2 separate regions of the Anas platyrhynchos genome follow, and region 1 is linked to region 2. Evidence: chromatin contacts called from public Hi-C data. All regions are on one chromosome and are shown on one strand. The core of a region is the stretch at or near the end of the contact, and the rest is flanking DNA. Distances in the headings are between cores, read along the strand shown.

What was found. Hi-C and Micro-C count contacts between places; a contact is called where the count stands out from the background.
Region 1: a Hi-C map of skeletal muscle shows a contact between it and region 2, with 2.8 times the contacts expected there. The contact joins the enhancer-like site here to the promoter of DIPK2A in region 2. A contact is called at or near these places in 2 of 8 Hi-C or Micro-C datasets (skeletal muscle and subcutaneous adipose tissue).

What each region holds. Positions count from the first base shown.
Region 1 is chr9:24,732,033-24,738,034 of IASCAAS_PekinDuck_T2T, reverse strand. No RefSeq gene overlaps it. Among named protein-coding and RNA genes, the nearest start is that of DIPK2A, 120 kb to the right of the region's middle. Within about 2 kb of position 2,539, at least 2 of the 8 cell types and tissues checked have an H3K27ac peak or open chromatin away from gene starts, as enhancers often do.
Region 2 is chr9:24,617,189-24,623,736 of IASCAAS_PekinDuck_T2T, reverse strand. DIPK2A (divergent protein kinase domain 2A) reads right to left here and starts at 5,034. Exons shown (of 3, transcript XM_013109177.5): 1 at 4,233-5,034. The coding sequence starts at 4,886.

The DNA of each region.
Region 1 (6,002 bases), core at 1,290-3,789, 120 kb before region 2:
GAAGTGGTCACTGCACCGAGCCTGTCTGAATTTAAGAAGAGATTGGACTGTGCACTTAGTCACATGGTCTGAACTTTTGGGTAGACCTGTGCGGTGTCAAGAGTTGGACTTGATGATCCTTAAGGGTCCCTTCCAACTCAGGATATTCTATGATTCTATGATTCTATGTATGTGGTTACAACTTTATAAGCTATATTTAAATACAATTCTTGTCCTATGAAATATGAATTTACTTTCAATATTTGCTAGTCATGGATATTTAAGTCAGAACTACATCTCTGAGATTCAACAATCTGAAAATAAAATATCTCTACTCATTCCATGTGACTTGTACTTCATACAGGATCTCTGCACTGAAGCCACACAACCTTATTCATATTTTCATGTCTGACTCTTACACTCACTAAAACCCATTCAGCTATCAGTCAATGATCTTACTGCTATGCTGAAAAGCAACTCTGCTTGGGGAAGATTTCACTTTTTCTCTACACCTAGATATCACATTTTCTTCTCCACATACACCTTCTTAATTTACCCCATTTACAACTCTTATAGTTATTATACTTCATACTTTTATAGCTCTCTGTTCAGGAAATTCTAGTTAATTCACGAAGCTAACCTGGAGCTAAAGCCAGAGCTAAAGAACAGCTGATAGAGTTCTGACTACAAATAATCTTATAAGCTTTCAATAGAGTATCAAAGAACTTCATGTACCTTGCAAAAAAGTAATGCTACTCATTTGTAGGTGATGTTCTAAGGTCATGTTTGCACAGGGAAGTTAAATGACTTTGAAGAATGGTGTAAATGTGAAGGCAGATTGCTATCCTGAACAGACTCCTTATGCAAACATTCATTCTGAAAAGAAAATGTTTCATACTGAGATGAGCAAAGAGATATTAATCAAAAGCAGATATTGCGGAATTGCTTCCCTCATATTCAAGTTCAAGTGAGCATCCCCAGAAGCCAGTCTTAGGTTTCTTGGTAAGTTCCTCATATTTTCTGGCTGGCTTATTTTTATTCAGAATCCTCTAGCTGCAATAAATGCCAGCACTTTGGATCATCAGGCTACATTAAACATCGCTGCAGCAGCTAATGCCACGCACTGACAGTATGCAGCTTCCCATCACCTTTTCTCCAGCTACACTGCCAGCATGAGGGGTGTTGTGCCAGAGGTGCTGTGTCTCCCCCTCTACCTGCTTGCTCTTTCAGCACCCACTCAACAATGTCAGTGGGGCTGTTCCTAGAACTACTGAAATCTGGATCAGAAGATTTCTCTTAGTAAAAAGAGGCCTACAAAAGGGAGAGCAGGAACAAGTAAGCATAGACAGCAGAGGGCAGAAACCTCTTGTGAAGCAGCAGCCAGAAAGCAGTGTTCTACCAAGGATCTGACATCTCTGTGCCTCTCTTATGTCCTCTCCAAATCTCACTGAAACCAGTTAATTTCTTGCCATCCTTAAGAGCACAACTATCTTTATTTTGCTTTATACACACAGAGTTCACATTTAGCTATAAAAATGTCTTTTATGAGGTTCTTTCATCCAGAGTCACAGAGCAATGAAGCCTTTAAAGAGAATACCAGTGTCCACTTAAATGTCAGCCAGTGCTCTAGCACTACAGGAGGTGTCCTTTCCCAAATTAGAGGTTGAGGGAGAACAACTTAAAGAAGCAAGGGTGCAAGATTGCTGAGCCACTGGCAAGCAGGCACCACAGCCCAAGCAGTGCCTGCCAGCCCCAGCCAGTAAACTCATGCACACGTGGCCCTGGAGGCATGTTCCCTTCCAGCAGTGTGCTCAAAGCTGGCTTTTGCAGATGTATTGAGGGTGAAAAATTGTGCATAGAAAAAAGAAATGTGTCTTGGACCTTGACTTTTGACTACTAGTTAGTTATGTTTCAAAACTAGAATGATTTTTCAATCCTTCTTAGATTTTTTTGCATTATTTGCTTTTCAGAAACCCATTCATCTAAGTTGCTCAAGTGAGCAACTTTCTTTTTTTTTTTTTTTGTTTTTTGAATGCATCTTGCTACTGTCATGTTCTCTGATCTCTGGTTATTTCAAAGGCTTAAGTAATTACATTTTTTTCTTCTAAGTTTCCTAATATTTCCTCTTTCCCTTCCATCTGCTCTTTATCTGCACCCATCTACTCTGTTCAATATGAAGGTGACTAACAGGCTGAGGCATGAATTTGATGCATGTTGCCTAGATACAATTAAACTAACAGTCTCTGTGAAATTACATCAAACAACATAGGGCCTAGGGGTTTACCATTAAAAAAAATGCTACAAATTCTCCATATTTGTATGTGTGTTTTCCTATTATTTCCAAACAGATGTCTATTTATGGTGTGTAATCTGGAATCTGTGTTACCAATAGAAGGCCAGAGATCAAAAAGATATAATATTCTGCGAGAAACCATCAGGGTCAAAATTATGCCTGAGAATGATCCAAGGAGAACTAGCTAGCTCTTTGGATAAACAGACTTACTAACCAAAGAGGGATGACTCATTCTCATTGTTTCCATCTCTTAAATCCCACTGAAAAAAGCTAACACAGCACTGAGGCTTTTCCCAAGACTGCAACCCTTCAAAAGCACTGTGACGCACTGCTGAGAGCTGCAACTGGGACAAGGAAAGGAAACCGACTCCAGATGCAGTGTGATAAATACATGCTTTATAAACATGCATATACAACAAACATATAAGCTGGACAGATTTTCAGATTCACTTTGTGCACAAATGCCAAACTGACATCAGGCAAAAGCAAAACTGTGTTTACCAATGTAATCAGGAGACCAAATAGCAATATCCTCATAAAATACACACCAAGCAAAGAATTGCTTCTTTCACGGAGGAAAAAAAAAACAAAACTCAAGATTTCTAAACAGCAGTAAGCAAACATTTTATCTCCAGATTTTGGCATAAAGTTCTAAGGCGACACTGAGAAAAAACACACACTCCTCTGTCGATAAGCCTTGGAGACAGCTCTGGTTTGGAAAAACCACCACACCAGAATTGTTTCCCATTCTTGGAATCACACCATGGTAATTAAATTATTCAAAAGAAAGTAATATTGCCTTAAACCTTACATCAACTTTAAAGCTTGTCAGTTCACATCAATTTGTGGCAATTCTGAGTGAAGTTTACAATATAAATTGTAGATTTGATTGGATCCACAAATGACTTGTCTCTTCTTATCCATCCAAGGAAAAGCAGAGTCCAAAAAATTGTACTTCATTAGTGGTACTAGATTGACTCTGATAGGAACAGCATTTAATTTTTTTCACATTAATCTCTGCATAGAATAAAATTCTGGCCAATAAAATGCCATGTAACCTATTCAAGAAAGAAATAAGGAGAGCCTTTTCTTCTGAAAAACAAAGCTTAGGTGAACTACCCTACAGTCTCAGAGAAAACAAAGGTTAGGTAAAGAAAATATCGTGTGATCTCAGAGCAAAGCAATTTGACAAACAAGTTCCCAGGAATCTCACCCCTTATTTCAGTCCACATACTGGAAACATGCTTCAAGTATTTTTTCAGTATCAGCTGAACTAATCTTTTGCACAACAGCAAGTGAATATTTTCTACACAGAAATAGGAAAAGCATCCTATCTCTGTGTACAAGCTCCTCCCTGAACCTAGCAAAGGCAAGAGGCACTGACACAAAGGCTTGTTTGGTCTGCTTGCCTGTTTGCAGTTGGCAGTGGAAACTTATCTACAGTTTTCAAGAGCCCTCGCACACCATGTTAGAGAGGTCACAAGCCCTTGGCGGGCCCACCAGGACCATGTTATGGAGCTGGGCTGCATGAGGAACAAAGCTGCTCTGCCCCCTCGTGCTGCCCTTCAGGACTTGGCAAGAAGAGGCTACTCCATCAAAGCTAATGGCTGTAAACCCCTTCACGTCACGCTCATCTGCAAATGATGAATGAGGGGAAAGGCTACAGCATGCCCCTTACTCAGAACCTGCTCCCTTTGTATTTTTTAACAGCTCTTAGCTAAAACTGTCAACAAATCTTTCCAAGCCTCTCCTGATCTTATTTTCAGGTACATGAGGGAAATCCCCTCACAGTGACAGCCTTCTCTTTTCACACATTTACTCTGGGGACCTAAGAGCAGCCCACATTTTCCATCACTGGCCTGGGGGCAGGGGGAAGATGTTTTAAAAAAGCACTAGCTCTACATTTCACTGTTTGGAGACCCAGAGAGAGCCTGACACAAACACAGGCAGCCAAAGTATCTTAGAAATCAAATCCAGAACTCAGGACATAAAGAGAAACAGTTACATCTCTTCATGAGGATATGGTGGATTATCCCTGCCTCCTGTTAAGCAGATGTAAATTGTCAATATTTTGGGGATTTTTCAGAATACAAAAAAATCACAACTTTTAAGGAAAAAAAAGATACTCTTAAGGTTTTTAAAAGAATTTATAAAATCCCAATCTCCACCTATTATCTCACAATGACACAAAAGCATCATTCCTGAAAAGCAGATGTTTGTTTTGAGGGCTGACAGAAAGAGTGACAGCAAATAAGCAAACAGAAAGATCAACACAATGAATTTAAGTGCTAATAAGCAATTAACAATAATTTGGAAAAGATAAATTTTATATTCAAAACTGTAAAACCTTAACAAGAAATCCATATGCTCTTAAACTGTAAATATTTATGAACTTTTGCTAAAACATGCTAAAGACTACAAAATGTTTCTTCTTAAAAGGATTTTTGAGGAACAGGGAGCACTATATGAGGAGCACAATCCCAATGAGTGTTTCAGTCATAAAGAAAAGCTAAATAATTTCATATGGAAGATTTTACAATTGAAATTTACTCCCTTCTTTGAAATAGAGGTGTTGACTTTTCAATTTTGTATAACATTTTCTTTAAAATATACTGTTTTTTCTATTTTAAAGTCCTATCACTTTACCTTGCAGATTTTATAATTATTTTTAATATTTATTATTTTGTAATTCCACTTTGATTTTTATTACATTTTGTGTTTATGTTTGTTCTTCTCCATTAGTCACAGTGGTTTCTATCACACAACTGACAAAAAAAAAAAAAAAGTAAACTTGACAAAATTTAAAAGGTTAAAAGTAAACTTGCAAAAACTTGCAAAACAAGTTACTGGAAAAAAGTAGACAAAATCTGAAACAAAAGTTGTAAAAGTTCTGAAGTGGATCTTTTGGATTCTCACTATCATGCAGAACTATAAAAATATTTATTTTCATCCTAGTTTATTTTCATGTCAATTTGCAGAATAGCTAAGAGTCATTCCCTATCTCTTCCTGTAGACACCGCAATATATGATTACATTTCCAGATCAGCCATATTGAAAATGTCTCCTCTAGATATAGTTAGATTAATTAGATTAATTTCTCGCAGTTTTAAAACAATGAGGTAATATGTTTTCCAGCAGCCAAGTCATTTTATGCGGTGCATAGCTATCATTTTACTTAAATAATTCTAACATTTTATTAACTCACAGTCCCCACTGGGGAAAAAAAAAAAAAAAAAAAAAAAAAAAACCAAAAAAAACTACTACTGTGATACAGATTAGCTTTGAGTGTATTTTCAGCTGTAATCTGAAAAAGAAAGTGTACAAATATAAAAATGTCTGTGTGCGCAAACACACACACACACAGGCAGATAGATTTCCATAGAGCTTCTATTTTAGTGTGTGAAAGCTGACTTTGAATTAACCAAAACTCAATAGCTCAAGTCCAAGCAGAGGGTAGCATACAGCATTGGTTTGCGTCTTTTGCACCAGCACTGTTGATTTGGTATGAAAGACCTAAATAGCTTTCAGATACTACAGTTTAAGCAGTACAGAATACTGAGAAATGTATTTTCAGCTATGTTCTTCACATTTCTCCTGTATCATCCAAGATTTTTTTGTACATTTGGGACAAAGGGGTGGTGTTCAAGGCCTTATTAGTCTTTCTTATCTAGTCTTATCTATATATTTGGGAAGCAGACACAGTTAAATATCATGGCAGTGTTCAGCTTTC
Region 2 (6,548 bases), core at 3,785-6,284:
TATCTATTTCTAATCAGTGATGAGTCTGGAATGCATCACTGCAAAGAATTGGTAGCAGAGATGGCCTGCCCTTTTTTCTGAAGGAAATTTGCAAAATGTGGGAGACTAAAACAAAGCCTCACTTCCATACTGCAGGGAAATAAACCACAGCCTCCCTCCTACATAGATATACTAGAAACAATTGGACAATACGGGCATTTCAGTGTTTGGTATGCAGGTGTAATGCGTGTGAGCGCATATGCGCATGCTTCAATGGATCTTTAAATTTGAATAATATAGGAAATGGCAAGTGATTAAAAAAAAAAATCAAATCAACTATAACAAGTAACAAGTAACTAAGTAGCAACTGGTCTCAGGCAACCAGGTTTTAAACTTTTTCATACAAATCAGGTTTTAGTATATCCAAATGTTGAAGACTTTCCTCTAAGTACTACCTGGTATCTCTATGACCTGGGAACCAAATCAAGTCCTACAAGTCCATATAGGACACACAAGGTAGTGTGGGTAAGTGCCCTGAAACCTCTATTTGGTATTTAACATAATAATTATCGGTCAGAAACACCAAAATTGAATCATGGAGAAAGCTTAAAAGGCACCAAGCACTAAAACTGAATGGCATTCTACCACTGTATTTAGACTAGAGCTACAGAAAGCCTACTGCTAGAATTGCTGCATGATAAAATAAATAAATAAACGAGAAACCCAAGGCAAGAAGAATTCATTTCTTACTGAGTTATGTATGGCTTGAGGAAATAACTCATACTGAGTTAGGTACAGATCAGAAAAGTAATTCTCTAAAACAGTACTAATTAATTAAACTAATTAGTTAAACTAATACTTCACACAGTCCATCTTTTACTGTTTGTCAGATGCCAATTATTGATCTTACTGGAACAAAAAGTAGTAAAAAAAAAAAATAAAATAATGATGACAGAGAAATTGGAAGAATGTTATGTGGCAACAGACTATTCATGGAGAGCTACAATACCCGGAAAAGAGATACAGCTGGTCTGTACACAAGGAGTAAGTGATGATCAGAAGCTGAAAGAATTAAGCTATTAAGCTTAGGTATTTAGAAACCTTAATGTACATCTGAGAGCAGAGCAATGAATTACACAATGTATGCAATGCAGAAATACAGTTATATTTCATATAGGTCTTGGAATTGTTATTAGAGCTGGAAAAATAATTGTCTTTGAGACTTGTAGATTATATATGCAATAAATACATTCACTATTATTCCTTTACAGAATCTCATAATAGAGATTCTGCAGAGAAAACACAACCTTGATAAAAGCTACAGTTGGAGAAAAGGCTGCATTAATGCACTCTGGCTATAATTCACAACCACCTTCTATAGCTGGAAACAAAGACAACAATATTACTTATAAGTACTTTGTTTACTTTTAACAGCAAAGTTTGTGTAGACTTTTCTTTGAAAGCAACACAAATATACTAAGAAGCAGTTGCCTTTACTGTATGAGAGGATTATTTGAAACAGGAAGGAAAACCCCAAACTTGTCAGAAGTTAAATCTTAAGCACCTACATGTTGAGCTTAAAATACAGATAGATAGATAAAGAATAAAACCCTCGCGTGTAGGTTGTTTGATTCCAAAGTGAATTCAGATTAAAAATGTGGAAGGACGTAAGTACTAACTAGTTTGGTGAGATTTTACAAAGTAAAAATGATGCTTTAACACACAGAAAAGATATAAACTGTACCAAATAAAAATGCAGCTGTCCTTCCATTTACTTCATGAAGTAAAATGCCAAAATAGGTTGAATTCTTCACTGCGTACACTTATGGAACTGTTTAACAAGTGTGGATAACGAATGTTAACAGGAAAGCTATTAAAATACAAGTACTGAATTAGGATTGCAGTAATTTATACCAAACTGTTTTTTGATTTGCCTTCTTTTTTTTGTAACTACTGTCCATAGCCTTGTAACAGAAAAATACCATGCTATCATACCAGGTGAGGTTAAAGCCCCACCTGAAAAACTTACTAGCGGAAAAGCTTTTGTGACCATATGAAATTTGTAAGCACCACCACTTTAGGACTATCCATATTCCAAACAGGCTTCAAGGTAAAATCCTAATCTTCAATAAAAATCCATATATTACTAGCTCTAGTAGATGATTAAAGTGACTTTTTCAGCCAAATACCAGGCTTTAAATTCACTGTCTACTTATATTTGGTTGCGCCTATGCATTGATTGACACAGAACTTGAATGCACTGAGCACCAAGAGTTTAGAAGTTATGTCCACGTCTAAATCAAAACTTCCATTCACGACTGTTTAAAAGTCACAGCAGTGCTTCACGAAAAGCTCACAGCAAAAAAGGCAGTATTTTTCCTTGTACTTACTGGTACCAAAGAGAAGTACCAATTAAATACACCAATTTTATTTTTTTTTTCCTTGTAATTAAAGTCTGATTCTTCATGTGACATCATGCAGGCTTCCATTCTTAGAAACAGATAATTTTTAGAAGAAGCCTCCAGGTCTCATTTGCACAACAATGTATTTCCTGCAGTATGGCGAGGGCACATACCTTAAGATGCTTCACGTATCTTGTGTACAAGCACAAGCAAGCATCAGTATCCAGTTATCACTTCTGAACAGTAACTTCTCCTCTCAGACAGTATCTTGCATCTTATAAAGCTGCATAACAGAGAATTATCCATCCCTTACATATCCGTCTGGTAGAGGCTGAGAAAGGAGTGCTGTGTTACATAAATGTGGAAAATTAATTCAGGTTCACATAGGTCAGGTATTTCATTCCCAATCAAGGGAAGACATTCAAGCCTTCGTTACCCATTAGTGAAGTTTCCAAACACTCTTCTGGAGAACACATTAACTTTACAAGTTCTGCAATGCACAAAGCTGGTCTGCACTTCCCTCAAAATGCTTTCCAAGCTATGTTTATTCATCCCAATTTCCAATACTCTGCAAAACACTTTTGATTTGATTAGAGGTGCCAGAATTTGACTACACTGCAGATCAGTAAAAGCTGCCTTCCTTCCCACCAATCTGACCTGCTCTGATGGGCAAAGCCCTTGTTAAGTTCTGCATCCAAAGACTTTCATCACTTAAACAAATTTGCCTGAAAGCCTCAGGGCTCGTCCACACCTTATCAAGGAGATGACAGGAATCAGCCAGTGCTGCCTGCTGCCTTTCAGGCGCCCCGCAACAATAAGCAATGTCACTCTGCCACAAGCTTTGTCCCTAAAGGCTGCAATATCCCAACAAATTTGGAAGAAACATACAGAGCAATTTTGAAGCCACCCAGATATACACTCAGTATTCTGGAACACGTGTTCAAAACCTAAACCGTAAGCTGTATGAACCACAGCCAAAACAAACCGATTCTCAAGAAGTTTCCAAATATACTCAGCAAAGCAAAGAAATTCTAGTATTCTCATTTATGTGGAGTTTCCTTATTCACAGTGCTCTGGAGCAACATTAGAGCAGAACAGAAGCGACACACTGTACCTCCAGCTCTGCTGAGAAGTCAGCTGGGAACTTTGCAAACAAACCCCAAGAGCAGTGTGTAGAAGGCTGAAGGCACACTAGCCAAAAATGTTTTTAAATTAGTATAGTTCATAAACACACTGTCTAGAAATAAATCTATAGGTGAATCTGCTGGAGGTCAAAGCCCACAGCAGTAGAAATTTGGGCACTGGAAATTTCTTGGCCTTCTCCCTAGAGAAGCAGCAGATGTTCATGACTGCAATCATGCAGTGATGCTCTCACATGTATTTGCAAATACTCTTTTGAACAAAAGAATTGGATAGAAGCAAGGACGGCTCCGTAGCTAGACAGAACAATGCTGAACCCAAACTTACACTCAGCACGCTTGTAGTTACCCCAGCAGCATTGGGCACTGAGATGTACAGCCTGGCGAAGCACTGCCCAGTGTGAAGAGATGTGTGAGGGGAGCAGCAAGCGGTGCCACAGAAGACAGCGGTCTAGTGTAAGCTTTTAGATTAAAAACCTGAATAAACCCCGAAATTTAGAACGTACTGTAAATCTGCCTACCAATTTGCCATCAGCCCCCTTAAAGGATATAAAACGTGTCACTGCAGACAAGGCACGCTGATCTGGGGCTCCTTTTAGGCACCAACCTTTTAGGCTGCGACCCCCCCCCCCCCTTCCCCGGCCGGGGGAAGGCCCCGGGGTCGCAGAGGCACGGGGGGCACGGCCGCGGGGGGCGCCCCGAGGGGACCCACCTGCAGCACCAGCGGCTCGGGGTTGAAGGCGAGCGTGATGAGCAGCTGCATGCGCTCCGAGTCCTTCAGGTTGCGCAGCAGGAAGCTGCCCGAGTCCTTGGTCTCGGCGTAGCGGCGCACCAGGCGGTCGAGCAGGCGCTGCGAGGGGCAGTGCACCAGGTCGGACCAGCCCTCCACGGCGTCGGGGGTGAGCAGCCGCACGTCGCCGTTGAGGCTGGCGAACTCGGTGGCGTGCAGGGCCTGCGGGAGGTCGCAGCGGCCCCTGCCGGTGGCGCGGCGGCAGATCTTGGCGTCGATGTCGGCGAGCTCCTGCGCCGAGCCCAGGCGCTTGAGCACGACGCGGCGGCTGCCCTCGCGGGGCTCCCCGTAGCGGGCGAAGTACACGTTCTTGACGTTGAAGAAGTCGAGGAGCCGCAGGCGGCCCCAGCTCTCCAGCCGCAGCTGCCCGTTGAGGAACTTGCGGCACCAGCTGGTGCCCCAGCAGGCCGGGCACTTATTGAGCTGCAGGAAGCGCCGCTCCGCCAGCTCGTTGCGCTGCAGCGAGGCCAGCAGCGAGTGCGTGTTCAGTACCAGCGCCGCCGCCAGGCTGCCCAGCACCGCCAGCTTCACGTAGCGGTACAGCCGCCCCAACTTCAGCGACACCAGCCGCAGCATCGTCCCGGCCCGAGCCGAGCCGAGCCGAGCCGAGCCGAGCCGGGCCGGGCCGGACCGCGGCCCTCCCGCCCACCCCCCCCGCCTTCCCTCAGCCCCGCCGCACCCGCGCGGGCCGCCTCAGCGCCCGCCCGCCCGACGAGCGGCGGCCAAGTTACTGAGGGGACGGCGGGCGGGGGAGGGCAGCGGGGGGAAGGCGCGGGGGGCGGCGCCAGCAGCCCGCCGCCACGGCAGGGCACGCCCACGGGGAGGGGCCGCGGCGCCGCCGTCGCTGAGGGCCCCCCTCCCGCCGCCGCCGCCACCGCCTCTGCCGCCGCCTCGCCCCGCCCACCCGCGGAGGGGGCGGGGCCTCGGAGGGAGAGCGGCGGCCGCGGCAGTTGGCTGCACGTGACGCGTGCCCGGTGTACGCGCTCCTGCCCGGGGGCGGGGCTCGGGGGGGCGGGGCGGTACCCGCCTCCCGTCAGGAGATGGGGGCGGAGGGGCGGGCGGGGTAGCCGCCATGTCGTTGGCTGCCGCCGTCCACCTGGTCTCCGGGTCATGGTGAGGGGAGGTCAGAGATCGTCAGCCGCCCTTAACGCGACCCCCCCTCAGCTCCCGCAATCGCGGTTTCCATCGCTGCCTGTCACGACACCGTCCCGCCTGTCACGACGCTGTCCCCAGCCCGTCACGGCGGCACCACGGCTCGGCGCTGCCCCTCAGCGGCGGCTCGGCCACGGCTCTCCCTGAAGGGACGGCGGCGCGGGGTGGTGCCCGCCGTTGCCCCTCGCCACTTTTCCTCACAGAACGACGCGGGGCCCCGAAACTCCTCACGGCAGTCCGGGACTGGCCGGGTCCTCCAATCTGTGGCTGAAAAGGGGGCGACAGCCCGTCTTCTGCGCTCCCCAGTCACTACTATACGTACATACATACATACAGTGTACCCTAACTCAGGTCTTTACCATGGACACACTGATCCTGAAAGCTGAGCTGATTTTTTTCTGGATATAAACTCCAATCTCAGTAGACAAACATGGTCAGCCTTCTTTACACGCTGGTAGTGGTTTTTTTCATCTACCAATACTTACTGGAACTTGTCTATTAAATCACTAAGAAATCCAGATATAAACAAATATATTGAATTAACATTTAGTTATACATTGCTTACTAGATTCTTATTTCTCAAGCTTTCTTAATTGGATATAGGGAAACAGCTTGATTCTTCTGAATGTTAACAGAACAGTTTAGTCTTTTCTAGATGAAAACACCATTTTACATACAAAGAAGCTATTAAATACTTTAACTAATACTTTTTTTCCAGAAACAATGTAGTGCTCTTAAGGCCTTTTGCATTGTAAATCCATAAATAAATATGCTGCTTAAAAAAAAAAAAACTGCTCTGAGCTATATAAAAGTTGCTAATATTTCTGGTTTTGTTGGTATTTGTAGGAGACTTTGGGGATACTTGGGATACTTTCTGAGGGATTAAGGAAGGTAGAGGCTGCCTTTTTATACAGTGTGGCTGTAATTCAGACTTACATATTTTGCTTAAGGCTGAAAGGTAAAAAAGTAGAGGCAGAGTTACTAAGGAAAAGCAAAGGAGGAAGAGCACTTGATAACAAAAATAATTTTTTGGGAATGATATATGGAGCTTGTAATTTAAAAAGCATGATTTGTGAATGAGCCATT